Regions from separate parts of the Mus musculus genome. Here regions 1 and 3 are each linked to region 2. A link is a contact called in public HiChIP or PLAC-seq and Micro-C data. All regions are on one chromosome and are shown on one strand. The core of a region is the stretch at or near the end of the contact, and the rest is flanking DNA. Distances in the headings are between cores, read along the strand shown. Region 1 holds the start of Pde4b (phosphodiesterase 4B, cAMP specific). Region 2 overlaps Pde4b (phosphodiesterase 4B, cAMP specific). Region 3 has its middle 26 kb from the start of Pde4b.

Region 1 (4,798 bases), core at 838-3,337, 320 kb after region 2:
GACTTTGAAAATTATACACCTAAAATTAAAAGTCCTTCATATCAATATAATGATTTGCTAGTCCTTCAGTTAGCAAGACATATACATTTATTCATTAAATAAATATTTCCCTACATATGTTCCTTTAATGAGAACTATGCTCGTGCTTATCTTCCTGTATTCAGTTACACCACTCAGCAGATTAACTATAAAGTCACATGTGTTGGAGGAGAGGCAAAGAATGAGAGAAAGGACTGCTTCCAATCAGCACATAGTTTTACATGAACACCCTCTTTCTACAAATGCTATCACCATTGGTAGGCTTTGAAAAACCTAACCACGTGTGTTCTACAGGCAACCGAGCACAATGAAATAACAGCATACGCTTCATCAAAATGACCAAACAGTTCTCCAAGAAATAATACCACACCACAGTCAGAAGCAAGAGAAAATAGATCATCTCTAACTATGTGAAGTATATGTTGGCAGAACATTGGCTATTTGTCAAAGTGAGCTACATCTTTCTATGGGTAGCTATGATTAATCAACACATTGTGCACAGAGCGAGCACATTTTTTTTTTCCTGGTGAGGAGGAAACAACACAGTGCATATTAATTTTCGAATATCCAGTGGCCTTGGTTGATTATGCTAGCTGGCACTCTAGCATGTAGGCACAAAATTGCTGTGGGGATTACCTTAAAAAACCACATCCTGCTTTTCTTGCCATGTTGCCTATTAAATAAGACTGAGCTGCAAATACCAATTTGGAAGGTTATCTTAATTTGAAAGACACATCCCTTCAAAGAAACCTGAGGTGGCCCAGGCTTTTCAGGTCAAAGTAACTTAATGTTGGGGTTCTCTCCTTGTGCTTCTTCACTGCACTGCTTTAAGGAGGCCAGCCTCCTGTTTTTACATCCAGTGTAAATAAAATATATGCTGGAGGTAGGGAGTTCAACTCAGCTTCTACAGAGACACTAACCTCTTATACTTGGCATACCTAAAAGATACAAAATTTTTGGAATCATAATACAACTGATTGTCAGTGACACTTTGTAAGTTAGAACTTAGTTTCCCTACCCTTTAAGTAATGTAAAGATAAAAGTTTGTAAGGAGAAAGCTCACTCTGGTTATGCCCCATAGTCATGATGAGACAACACATTTATTGAGGCTTTTATAAGTTATCTTAAGGAATAGATTAGAATTGAGATGAAAATACCTATTCTTGTACCACAAAAACAAAACAAAAACAAAGCCCCACTGCTAAAATCATAGAACAGAAATGAAACAAAAATCTTACTTTTAAAAGGTCCCTCAATTCCCTATTTTCCAAAAGACATTTTTATAAGCAGTCACTTCGAAGAGTCTCCACGGTCAGAGGCTTATTTTATCTGGAAACAGCAGGTAGCACAAAGATACTTAAGCACACTGTACACTTCTGTATTCTTAGCTGACCTACTGTACCCCTTCAACTCAGACTTGCGCTATGCATTCCGAGCAAAACTCAGACATTCCATTCTCAACCTTTCTAAATCACTACTGAGAAGCCAAGAATCTGCCTAGCACTGGGATGCCTTTAAGTCCACTCTTACCATGTATGAGCCACCGTGAAGCGACGCCGCTGTCGGATGCTTTTATTCACCAGCAACTTTCTGAAAAAGCATGGTGAATTCCTTGGTGAACTGCGTGGAGAAATTTTGGGAGATGTAGGTCTGTTTCCTGGTAGCTTTGGAAGCTCAAGTTCCAAGCGCATCTGCTCCTTGAAAGTCTTTATGCAAACCTCAGATTCCGAAGCAGTAAATTCTTTTGGAGAATTTTTTGCTGTCATGTCTCGTATGGAGTGCTAGCTAGCATTCACCATCCAAAACAGCAGTCTTGAACATAGCAAAGGCACTGACGCGGGTTAAAAGGCTGCTGGGTCCGCACACTCTTCCCAGGCTAATTTGGGAAGCTGTGGTTTCAATCCTGGAGCACTTCAGAGCAAGAGGAGCATACTGGGAGACTGGCAAGACAGCCTGTCACAAGGAGCTTTATCAGGCTGCCTTTGCCTCTGAAAATGCGCCAAAGTGCTTCCTCTGTCACCAGCCTCCTTGTGGATGGGGTTTGTCTGCAAGTTACACACTGAGACTCACTGAATCCATTCAGCTGAATATATCAACTCATGAAATATTCATGAGGGCTTTTGATAAATCCTTTATATGTATTTTTTTTTTTAAAGAAAACCTTATCAAACAAGCTGCATTAACTCGGACAGTAAGCAAAGCCTGGCCACCCAGTCACTTTTGTCTGCACAAAGGGCGGAACCAGAGCCCATCCAGCATGTGCTTTTAAAGTCTTCATTCAGAATTATCTTGCTCAGCAAAGCACCGCCGTAACTCCGCCTATCAAACGCTATTGGCCCAGGATTCTTTAAACAACTGGGCTATCTCCCCCCTGAAAAATACCCTCCACTGCTCGGATTTGCACTAAATTCGTGAGGCTATCGTCTTTGTCACAGTCAAAACTGATTAAGTCAGGGATTGCCAAAAGCCTCAATAAAACAGCTTTTCAGATTCCATTTCTGAATCAAAGAGCTGAATTGCTGAAGTTCCCCCCCCCCTACCCCCACCCCACTTCCTTCTTTAGAAGATCCCAAGCAGCATCAGTTAAAAAAACAAAATGTCACTTAACAGGAAAACATTGGCTTTGGTTCATTTCCCCAAGGAATTCAAAACCTAATTTTTATTCCAATAAACATTACTCTCATTGTTCTCTTTAGGCTCATTGTTTGCAATCTGCCCACATAAGCCACTTGATACTGAATGCCTCTTCTGATGGCCAAAGCACCCCTAATCTGAAATGGAAGTAAGAGCCAGAAAAAACATGCACCCCAAGTTAGGTACTGTGCATGTGTTTGTGTGTGTGCTGAGAGGTGCACAAGGTGTGTATCTTTGTGCCTGTGTGCACCAGAGAGTGGGTTTCTACATTGCTTGTGAGAAGCCATGGAGTCAAGGAATGTCTTCAACCTGGCTAGGCTTGGCTTTTCTTTTCTTTTTGCCTTTTTTTTTCCTTTTTTCTTTTTCTCTTCTTGGGCATGAGAGCACAGCTTCTATATATTTAAAGGCATACTGAAGTATAATGAGGTCCATTGCATGTTGTAAAATATTTATTCACAGTGATGGTCATTGGATCCAGGTTGATCTCAAATAAATGTGGCAAAGTACGATAGGATTAATCAGCAAGAATGACAGAAAAGGTAAAGATGCACAGTAGGACTTCAGTGAAAATCAGACATTCATTTTCACACTAATGTGTAGGGTCGTCCAGCTGTATAAATCTCTCTATATGTCTGTCACACACTAAAAATGTGCTGAAGATTAGAGGGCTAAATAACGGCAGAACATCGCCTCTGGGTAGGAGAAAGGCATCCCACTGCAAACCTTAGGGAAGGAACTGGAACTTAAACTACTGACTTTTAAGTACCACTTCTGAAAACCCATCATGATCTAAACAACTAACTAAAGAGCACGGTGAACAGATGTGCAGATCTAAACAACTAACTAAAGTACATGGTGAACAGATGTGCAGTCGTGAAATCTTAGATGGGGCTGAATGTTCCTGGTTTATGAATGATTTCTCAAACCAGGAAACAGAGCCAGGGGACTGAAGGGACTCATCCAAATCCATCCTGGTGACTGATGTCATCACTACATCTCCCACTCCAGTTTCCTGACTCCTGGTAGCACTGTTTATTTCATTATAAAGTGCTTTTGTCTAGGCAGGCCTTAGTGCAGCTTCTTGGGGTCTGAAAGTATTTTGAGTATCTTGAAAAGATAGAATGTTGATAATATGGAGAAAATGTGGTTAACGCTACCCACTATTTGCTAAATTCTGCAGCAAGTCTTTTACCCAAAATACTATTTTTTTAAAACTGGGACCTGAGATTATATGATTCTATCATGATTCACAGTGACCTATTAGCAAAAATAAAATAGCAAGTGGGATTCATTAAAGCCATTTCTCATAGTTAATTTTCAAAGCTGACGAGATAAATAAGAATTTTAGGAATGTCTTCTCAGAAAAAAAAAAAGTAATGGCAAATTGTGTAGCCCTAATATCGCTAAGTGTAAATTGAGGTTCTGATAGGAGAATGCTGCTTATATCACCTCTTGATGGCATCCCACATACCTGTCTTCAGTCTGCCAATGGTCTCAAAGCTATATATATAACCTGATATCCCTACCTACCCCTGGAGGAAACAAGGGTAACCAAGAAGGTTAACTAGAATGCAAAATTTAAAAGATAATCAGACTCTCCGATAGCCTGAATTTTTCATACTTATAATGTTTATAAATAAACAGAGAGAAAAGCAGGGCTGGGGTCTCGAGGCCATGTCCCCTGTGGTCCAGTTTTCCTCCCTTGAACTTCAGTGCCCCAGGAGCATCACGAGCTGGCGACCAAGCCTTGTGGGAAGTGTTAAAGGTTCAAATACTGGCATCCTGTGCTTAAGAAACATCCAGTAAACCAAAAGGGAACCTTCCTATCTCCGTAATTCCTTTGGCACCTCAAAAGGAGAAATTAGTAGTCCCACTTCATCAGTTTATAAATATATACCCTTGTGAATTCTTGAAAAGTCCATCTATAGTATATCTCAGTATTAGATAAATAAATCTCTGGTATCACCATGCTCTCAGAGAAATAGAGTAAAGAATAAAATAACTTAGTAAAAGACAATTATTTCTTATAAATATTGGGGATATATTAGTAACATTTCAGTTTTTTTCTAAGCTGTAAAGAAAGGCCAATTATTTATTACCAATAAAATGGTGTTTATAATTCAAA
Region 2 (4,864 bases), core at 2,009-4,508:
TTAAAGATCAAACATGCAAAGGCAGGGAAGTATAAAACGTGGAAACCAAATGCTAATTCCATTAACTTGCTGCAATGCAATATTTCAAAGCTGCTATTTTAGGTTTATAGTCGACTCCCCGGCTATCGCGTCCTGTCACTGGTCAGAGAGACACGGTGGGGAAGTTCTGATTGAGATATTTGCTCACTTATGGAACTTGCAAGTGAGTTAACCAAAAGCCTGGCTGAACTGGGTCAGAATTCAGTAAAGGAACTCGCTTCTATATACACAAACTGATGTAGAGATATTTAGATTAAGCAAAAATACTACTAATCACATTTATTACAAAGTATAGGCCTGCAACTCTTTCCTGTGCCACACTTCTGATACTGAATCACACTCAAGAGTACAACTATATTCTATCACAGAAAGAATGATTTTAAAAACACTAAATAAAGACTGATGCGCTAAATATTCTCTTTCATCTCTGAAAGGAATGACCTAAGAAAGCCCTCTCAAACTGCGAGTCCCTCAGCCCAGGTAGCTCTGTAAGGCATATGAATGTTCTAGTTTATGGCCAGTCTGCATGCATTTGGAAGGACATCCTCCTAGATGACAGTAAAATCAAGATCTTTCATGCGGGGGACGGAGGGAAGAGGTGGCTAGTCAGTGTACAAAGGAATTTGGAAGTGGACCACATCTTCCAAGAAATGTTTACTGTTTTATCTTAAGCAAAATTAGGGAAAACAAAGAGAACTGCAGCTTTGCACACTAATCCACAAAATGTAAGGGATGAGTCTGACACTGACAGACATGTCTGACAATTCCATTTTCATGAGTGGTCATCCACTCCTTTCTAGAACTATCACAGTTTTCCCCCTTACCTGTGTTAGAAGGACTACTTTCCAGCCAAGCAGAGTCTGAAATTAATGGCTAGGCTACAAGAACAATGTAACTGCACACTAGAAATCTGAACCAAACCTAACCAAACAGGATAAGACCTCCAACCAAACACCACCAATTCACGGTGAAGGATCACTAAGCCCCGCTACACTTCCCTTCCATTTATTTGTCTCATTGGGATCCAGACCAGGATTTCTGATGCTCTCCCAACCCCATCAAGTCTAAAGCTTCATGTGTGTTAGCCAAGCATACTACCACTGGGCCATAGCCCCAGCACCTGGAATTAAAACCTCTTGTGTGTATGAGTGTGCGTGCATGTGCGTGTGTATGTGTGTGTGTGTGTGCATGCAAGCGTGCACATGCACATATGCACATTTGTGTTATAATTAGGGTTGGATCTCAAAGCCCCCTGAATGGTTACAAGCACTCTACTAATGAGCTACATTTCCAGGCATGGTGATTTTATTCATGCTTATCAAGTTATTTCAGCTAAATCCCACTTTAACCACCCATAGATAGTGCCTATCTCAAAGAGTCTGTATATTCACAGACGAATGAGGGTAAAGGAGTTAGCATGCAGTCATCTACCCCTGTGTGAGACACGGGCTGTCTACCAACAAAAAATTGGAGACCTGAAGTAAACCGCAAAAATAATCTATTCCAACTACTTTGTTTTATAATAAGGAAATAAAAAGATTTTTAAAAAATTATTCAATTGCTCTGAAAAATATCCCCAGTAAAGGTAGAGCTAGAACTTAAACTCGTGGCTTATACTCAGATTTTCTCACTTTAGGCTGAGCTAGCAAAGAGAGAAAACTGGGTCAAGGAATGCACACCTCCCCTCCTGCTGGTCAGAACCAATGCTCGCTTTATTCTTTAGAGCAAGATCATCCCCAACATCTGTCAGGGTGCATTCTACAAGCCTAAATGCTTAAGAACGTCACTTAAGCTATCTCCTAAACTGCTAACTTCACAGATAGTCCATCATAGTCTAGGAGGTCAACTAGAGCTTAGCCTCCATTAACTTGGACTACATCCTACTCTCTCCCTGTTTCACCACTCAGGACCTCCCAGGTAAGCTCGTGTGAGCCTCTGCCACAGCCCACATACCTTCTCCCCAGTCCCGTGTTGCTGCTACATGGCTGTGCCTGGGGCCTCTGCGTGTGTACCTGTGTGGAAGCACACCCACATAGAGGCCCTTGGAAGAAGGGTAAAAGCCATTTGGGCAGGGAATGAGGAGTCTGGCCAGAGGCACAGTAAGGTCTAGTAGGAAACCCATTTTTTTTTTTTGGTCTGATGAAGCCCTTCTGCACAGCTGGAAGAAACCATACTAAGGCTTCCTTCAAACCCAGGGAGCAATAAAAGGCCCCTCTGTGTTAAGGGAAACTCCTTTCTCACCATCATCATCGATTAATCCTTCAACAACCTGCATCCCTTCTCCTGGGAGAGTTCTGAGATGCATCTACTGGCCAATGAGATCTATTTCCTTTCAATTCCGTTAGGCACCGTGTTTCCCATAGTTACTGATTGATTGTTCAGGGGTACAGAAAATGACTCCCTTCAACTTTAGAACGCTTGTCTTGCCTCGGTCATGATCACCTCCCAGAATTACACATTCAGGTTTCCTAGTGCCTCCAGGCTGGTAGAATTGAGTGACTTTAGTTAGTCCCTTCCGTCCAAGGAGCCCAGGCTGGTACAAGTTCTCAGAGTGGAGCTGGAGAACTAAGCCTGCACAGCCAGGAGGACTCACTTTTCCAGTAATGGTGTCTGTATGGGATTTCAGGATGCCTCAAGAAAGTGCCATTTATCCCCCACTCCCAGCTGGTGAAGTGCCGCAGCAAACGTTGACTCAAGGACTCTACTCCAGCTCCTTAGTCCAAAGGAAGCTTTGGTATCCGAGACTGGACTTTCCAATTTCAGAACGTCCAATTTCATCATCTGGGTCCAAACCTGTCCCAGGCAAAGCTGATAGAGAAAGAAAACAACGTCCCACCGCAGGGTGTTTGGAGGGTATCTGGGGCTGTGACTAATCATTTGAATGTAGCTGCAGTTGAAGATACAGTATGTTCATCTTTCTATATCCACTATACCAGGTACTAATAAGCCTTTTGATGCTTTTCACCTGAAAATCCTGGATGAACGACTATGCTTCTCTGTCCAGAGTGGGAAGGAACACCTCCCATCCCTTCCCAGTCCCGCCCCACCTCCCCGGGATTGTTCTGGGCCCATCCTTCCTCAGCCACTGTTGTTGCAACCCTGTACTTCTCTGACTGCGTTGGTCAGGAAGGCGACAGGAAATTCTAGTCACCCTCACAGCAGCTGTGCCATTCCTCCTATCCTGCTCTGATGACGTGGGTTGGCTTTGGTGACAGGAGCTCAGGAACTGAGCCATAGAGAAGGTCGGAAAGAGAGGTCACTGTTTGTGCCGCACTTGGCCTGGGGATCCCTGTGGGGCTGTTTGCTTTCTTCCTTTCTATACTGTTTCTCTTTCCGTTCCTCTTTTTTTGGAGGGGCAGAGCTCAGGCATCCTGTTTTCAAAACAGCAGGCTGTTTTTTGGCAGATGAACTCATGCTCTAACGCATTTTTTGCTGAAGGGGAAGACAATTCTTCCAGGTAAGGAGAGCTGGCAAAACTCAAAACAACAATTAATGTACAAATCTAAGAGGGGCCAGCCGGCTGGCATACATGCCTAACCTTTAACTTGGACTGGTCACTGAGGGGTCCAGGCATTCTTCCTGACACCAGAAACCATGCCCCTGTCCTTCAAGCTCCCGTTCCCCTGCTCCGTCTTCTTACCAGTTTTACTTTTTTTTTTAAGTTTGAAAAAGAAAATGTTCTTTAACACTAATTCACCTGGCTGCAAGTGTCTCTAAAATTTTGAAATTCCTCTTGGCCTATTGCTAATATTTAAGGGTCAAGAAAACTGAGGCAAAGACCAAGACTGTTTTTGTTAGGTACAGTAGCAGTTCCTGTCCACCTGCCCTAAGAAGCGCAGGGAAAATCTGCTCCACTTATGAATCCTTCCATTTCTTTAGGCCACAGGTAGGTCAAGGAAAAACATAAACAAACAAGGAAGCACTGCCCGGTCCAGGTGTAAGAAACCCTAAAGGCCATTTGCTTTCCCCCTACCAGACAGGCCTTTCTTCACCTTCTCCACAGACTGGCACCTATGTTACCAAATAACACTCACTTCACAGGACAGAGGCTCTGCCATCTGTGCTCTGAAGTCAAGTTCAGACTTTGTAAATAAAAGCCTTTGGGTCAGCTCTGAAACACAAGTAGGGACACAGATTTGGTTTTGCAACCATGAAGTAGGTGTTAGTAAGGGATCGCTCACAGGATTCCTGCTTCCTGGCAGGCGCTTTCTTAAGCGCTTTGGGGATACTAAACCTGGTGAGATGAGACCCACCTCTATACTGTAAAACTGAATCTCTGGGCAGTTAAGTAAAAAGACTAGCAAGTGAGACTGGCAGAATTGGAACCATGCGCCTCCAGTTCCAAAGCTCTTCTTCGCAGTCTTCCACCCTCTGTAAGGCGTTACATTTATGTTCCCTTTCAGCTCTGGAATTCAGTTTTGCTGAGGCTCCTTTGTTCCATAAAAGTAAGCCAAATGTGACCAAATTTGGCTACTTAGTGATAGCAAAGAGGACCTTTCCAACTACACAGAACACTCAGATCATTTCAACACTGAAAATTTTAATGTAAGGTAAAAATTTCATTGTGCATAACTTAGTCTCACTTTCCCAGATAATTCTGATGAGCCTTTTCTCTGGTGGTCACAACACATTCTCATTGGGCTGTTATACATCACACCCCTGCCACTGTGCTCAGCTTCGCCCAAGACATTCATCTGACCAACAGTGAAGAAAACAGTTCAGTGGAGAGATCTTCTTTAAAAAATGGTATCCTCTCATTTACCCCCTGCATAACTGCTTTGCCCTGCCACCTTCCCACTAGGGACCTTGCTAACAAGTGAGGCAG
Region 3 (4,334 bases), core at 276-2,775, 340 kb after region 2:
TCATTCCTCCAGGTTTCCCTGCTCACCTTCCAAAGCCTATCTCTAAATAAAAGTATAGAAACTTCATGTCTTATCTTCTATGCCCCTACTAAAAAATATAGCACATACATTTATAATTTGTAGAAAATTATGTAAGACTGTCCCTTTAAGAGTGAGCTCATCTGAACAGAACACAATGGAAACTTGTGAGGTTACTAATTTCTGGCAATGCCTTGTCTCCATTTTTCCTGTTGTTGTTTTTGCTGTAGGACATGCACTTCTCAAGTTAGTTTGTTTGTTGAGGTTTTTTTTGCTGTTGTTGTTTGGGTCACTTTTCTTTGTACAATGTTCAAGAGATGACTAAGTTGTGGAAGGGCCGAGATGTCATTTTCCTCTGTGGGAATGCTATTTATAGCTACAAGTTGTCTCTTGGCTTCCTCTAAGGGTCCACTGCTATCTGCAACAACAAGCATTAGGTCAATACATCTTTGACTGAACCCTCCCCCATGGCTGTCTACTATGGCTCTCCCTCCCTAGATACCTTACCCTGGGCTGCCTCTGGTTCCAAGACACTTCTGTATCATATCCTAAGTCAGTACTCTGCCCTCTCTGGGCTCTAGAGCACTCTCCTGAATTTTGAAATTCCTGGTATTATCATAACATTTTACAGCTTATTTTAACTTAAGAGTGATATAGTCTTGACACATTTTCATAGCAGTGAATATTATTTAAAAATATGGCTTTAAATGGCTGACTAGCCTATCATGTGGCTTTGAATTAAATACATTTATTGGAAATGTAGAACCCAATTAAAAACTTGGCTGAGGCAAAAGAAGTGGAAACCAATTGAAATAGAACCTACAGACCTCCTGCCCCAGTTTGTTGTTTAGACCCTATAGTACTTCAGTCTGGTTCTTATCTTCCCTTGCTCTAGATTTCTATTTCAGTGGATCCCCCCTAATCGGTTTCCAGAGTATCTCAAATGACTTCTTGAACATCCACTGTGGGTAACCTGCTTGCTTTGAGTACCTGCATGGAATAGCAAATCTCAGTACTTGCTCCAGGCTTGAAAGAGAAAATGTTATCCAGTCACACGGTCTATGTTTAAGATAACTCCCATAAGGCAAACGTCCCTTAGTACATTTGGGTCAAGTTTCCACCTCTGCCCAATCAGGCATCGCTGGAAGGCATCTGACATTGCAGAAGCAGACCTCCCTATGCAGTAGAGAAGGGGCAAACTCTGATATTGTCTGTTACAGACACTCAGTCACAACTAACTGCAGACCAATTCCTGTGTACTCCGTGCTCATCTGAGCTCCCATGCCTCTGTTTCTGCAAGTCGATGCTCTTTCTGCCTCCACTGTCATCCTCCTCCCTAAATGAAACCAAGCCTTTCCTTCATGGTGCACAGTACACAGAATCCCTCTTAGAGACTCGAGGAGCCGCACCGCATGCTTATGCATTTTCATCCCTGGGATGACCCTGCACCTGCACTTGGAAATGAAAGTACCACATAACCAGCTCACTGTGGGTGTTGCCGAAAGAGAGCTGCTGTTAAAGTCTCTGAACGACAGCAAGCGGTTACATTTACTTGTCAAGGTTGTAGGGTTGAACCTAGCAGATAGCAAAGTACTCTGGAAGTACTAATTACTATCATTAATCTGATTATGAATGCCGATTAAGGAAGAACTATAAAATTATAATTTTATAATAAATATTATCTCTCAAGAGGCAGCGAATTATATAGAAACCTCCTACAGTTGGCATGGACTGTCCTGACCTCCTCTCTGTTTTACAAACATGTCAAGCACACTCCTTCATTTGAAAGCCCTTGACTTTCTGGTCCCTTTTACTTTTGTGAGTCTCTCAGTGGCTCATTAATTACCTCATCTAGATCTCTGCTCAGTTTTTACCTCCTCGAAGGCAGCTTTCTGTGTCTCTCCAGAAAGTGGCTCTCCCTAATCTCTAACCTGCAGGCTTTATTTTTCCTTGGCAATCATTATACTTTCTCCATACGGCTGGTATGTTCTACATATGCCATCTTGGCAGAGAAGCTTTGGGACAAAACATTAGTCTCTCTTTTTCTCATCACTCAGTCTGTAGTGCCTGTAACGGTATATTTTGTATGCCCTTAACAACAGCAGCTACTTCCCTAGTGCATCCAAATACCCAATCGACGCTTGCTGAGTTGAGATAACTAGGTAAATCAAAAGTGCAGGCAGCTCTGAACTGGAAGCTTCCCTCAGAGTGAGGAAGGAGTGACTGCAAGGACTCCATGATTTCACAGAGCTTCAGTTTGTGAAGTCTGTTCAGTAGATTTTTTTTTTTTTTTTTTTTTTTTTTTTGGTTTCTTCTTCCCTAACTTCAAGCTTTCTAGAGACACCTAGTGGCCTCCGGGGACACTGCTCAAAGTTGCAGAAGGCTTTTGAGTGGAGTTTGGGGGCACTTTGTTTAAAATATTCTCAAAATATTTCTGTCAGTCGGTCTGTCCATCTGTCTGTCTGTCTCTCTCACTCTCTTGCTCTGTATGTGCCTGTCTCTCTTTATCTGTCTATCTCTCTGTGTAAGTGTACATGTGTGTAAAATATATGCATATTCACATATATACACAAATATATCCTTCACAGTCCTGAGAAACAACATTTATTTTTACCTTTATTTCCCTTAAAGATGACAATTTTGAGTTTGAGGAAGTTTGTTCAATGCCCCAAAACCAGAAAACAGTAATGAGAGACTAAAATCTGAAGTGGAAACTTTAAAGGGTTTTTGGAAAATCATTCACGTTGAATGGTGTTTTGCTGGGGCAAACACATGAAGGGACGTTTCATTAAAGTGGATACACATGAAAGGCTAAGGCAGACTCGTGAAGGAACGTTTCACTGAAGCAGACACAGGAGAGAGGATGTTCTGCTAAAGCAAGCACATGAAAGGACACGTGATGAAGGATTCTTTGCTAACAACACACATGTATTGGTCCATCTTACATTGCATAGTTGAACTGCATTTGTCAGGATACCATACAGAGAAATACACCAAAAAAGTTCTGGTGGTATGCTACAGTTTATTGCTACTTCTTTGGACTCAGGCTGATTGGGAAAGTGATGTCAGCTGAGACAGACTCACATGCTGAGGCAAAACTCATGGAGGACACAGGAGGTTTGGAGGACGTATAAAGAGGACTCAACCACCAGTGACAGAGGCAGAGCTAGGCTTGCTTATGGAGCTAGCTTGTGCAACCCTTGTTGGTCTCTAGTCTGCACTGATCTTTACTGAGAGAGGCACAGCCAAGAACTTCTCCTGATGTTCCTCCTGGTCCCTCTTGTTGACTTGTGCCAGGCGGAGGCCTGGCTATCTCTGCTAGATCACATCACTGCTGTTGCTAACCCAATTCTGCCAAGCTGGACTGCTGGTGTATCTGTGAAATGTTTGCAAATGGATCAAGCTGCTGCTGCTGACCTGTGAACTGAACTGCGGATTTCCAAACAATACAGACGGGAGTTGCTCCAAAGAACCCTTCTTAAACAGGTCCACTTCCCGGGTATCCTTTCTTTTCCACTATCTCTGGAGGGTGGTGAGCTAGAAAGGAGTTTAAATCGTTTAAGAACCACCGTTAAAAATAGATCTTAAAAAAATTAAAGTTACAAGCAAGTACCCCACTCAAGTTCTTGATTCAAGGGAACAGTGGGACTGTAGCTCTGAAAAGGTACAGCAGTCTTCCGGGATCATCTGCAAAGTTCTCTTGAGGTCAGCATTCCAGGCCCTGAGAAAAGACATAAGTAGTGCACCCATGGATGCAGTAATAAAATACGGCACACGTGATGCATCATATTATGCTTAGGGAAGCCAAAGCCATGAACTCGATGTATTAGAAGATGGGGACTTTTGAATGAATCACATTACTGTCTCATTCAGTCATTGAATTCAGACCTATACTGATGGTGGAGAGGCAGTGTGGAGTAGTGGGGAAAGCATGTCTTTTGGTCACCGGTGCTGCACTGAGATGAACGTCAAGAGATGAACGAGCCAAGTTCCTGCCTTCCTTCCCATCCCTAAAAATGAAGAAAATAATATCTACTTTTCAAAAGTTTTCTAAACCATAAGTAAGGCTGAATCTTCTAGGATAATAGTAACCTACAACAGTACTTATTATTGCTAATATTGAATCTCTACACCACACCTTCAAATAAATTCTTTCCTTGGAACCTGCCAGAATACCTGGCCGCCGTTTTCGGCTCTTGCTGACACGTGTGACATATCTGATAGGAAGCTCAGTCGCACTGTGAGTTGCTCATCCTGGATGTTCAAGCAGCCCACCTCCCCTCTACGTCCCCGGAGCATAATTGAAAAGTGCAATC

Evidence for each region. Hi-C and Micro-C count contacts between places; a contact is called where the count stands out from the background. HiChIP or PLAC-seq counts read pairs in DNA pulled down with a chosen protein or histone mark.
Region 1: a Micro-C map of muscle stem cells shows a contact between it and region 2, with 3 times the contacts expected there. The contact joins the promoter of Pde4b here to the enhancer-like site in region 2. A contact is called at or near these places in 1 of 484 Hi-C or Micro-C datasets (muscle stem cells) and 3 of 115 datasets of contacts at active chromatin or transcription factors (astrocytes, embryonic midbrain and heart atrium).
Region 3: an H3K4me3 HiChIP or PLAC-seq map of neural progenitor cells shows a contact between it and region 2, with 14 read pairs. The contact joins two enhancer-like sites. A contact is called at or near these places in 14 of 484 Hi-C or Micro-C datasets (the C2C12 cell line, brown adipocytes, cardiomyocytes and 8 more), 9 of 115 datasets of contacts at active chromatin or transcription factors (astrocytes, bone marrow-derived dendritic cells, cardiomyocytes and 6 more) and 4 of 9 other capture datasets (embryonic stem cells, liver, macrophages and 1 more).

The regions. Positions count from the first base shown.
Region 1 is chr4:102,252,228-102,257,025 of GRCm38.p6, reverse strand. It overlaps Pde4b (phosphodiesterase 4B, cAMP specific), which reads right to left and starts at 2,087. Exons shown (of 15, transcript NM_019840.2): 1 at 1,570-2,087. The coding sequence starts at 1,805.
Region 2 is chr4:102,572,830-102,577,693 of GRCm38.p6, reverse strand. The region is part of intron 6 of Pde4b (phosphodiesterase 4B, cAMP specific); the gene reads right to left. Among named protein-coding and RNA genes, the nearest start is that of Gm52667, 5.8 kb to the right of the region's middle. Within about 2 kb of position 3,258, at least 146 of the 459 cell types and tissues checked have an H3K27ac peak or open chromatin away from gene starts, as enhancers often do. A contact at or near this core is called in astrocytes, heart atrium, muscle stem cells and 1 more, where this site is marked.
Region 3 is chr4:102,227,147-102,231,480 of GRCm38.p6, reverse strand. It overlaps a transcript of Pde4b not described here. Among named protein-coding and RNA genes, the nearest start is that of Pde4b, 26 kb to the left of the region's middle. Within about 2 kb of position 1,525, at least 15 of the 459 cell types and tissues checked have an H3K27ac peak or open chromatin away from gene starts, as enhancers often do. A contact at or near this core is called in neural progenitor cells, where this site is marked.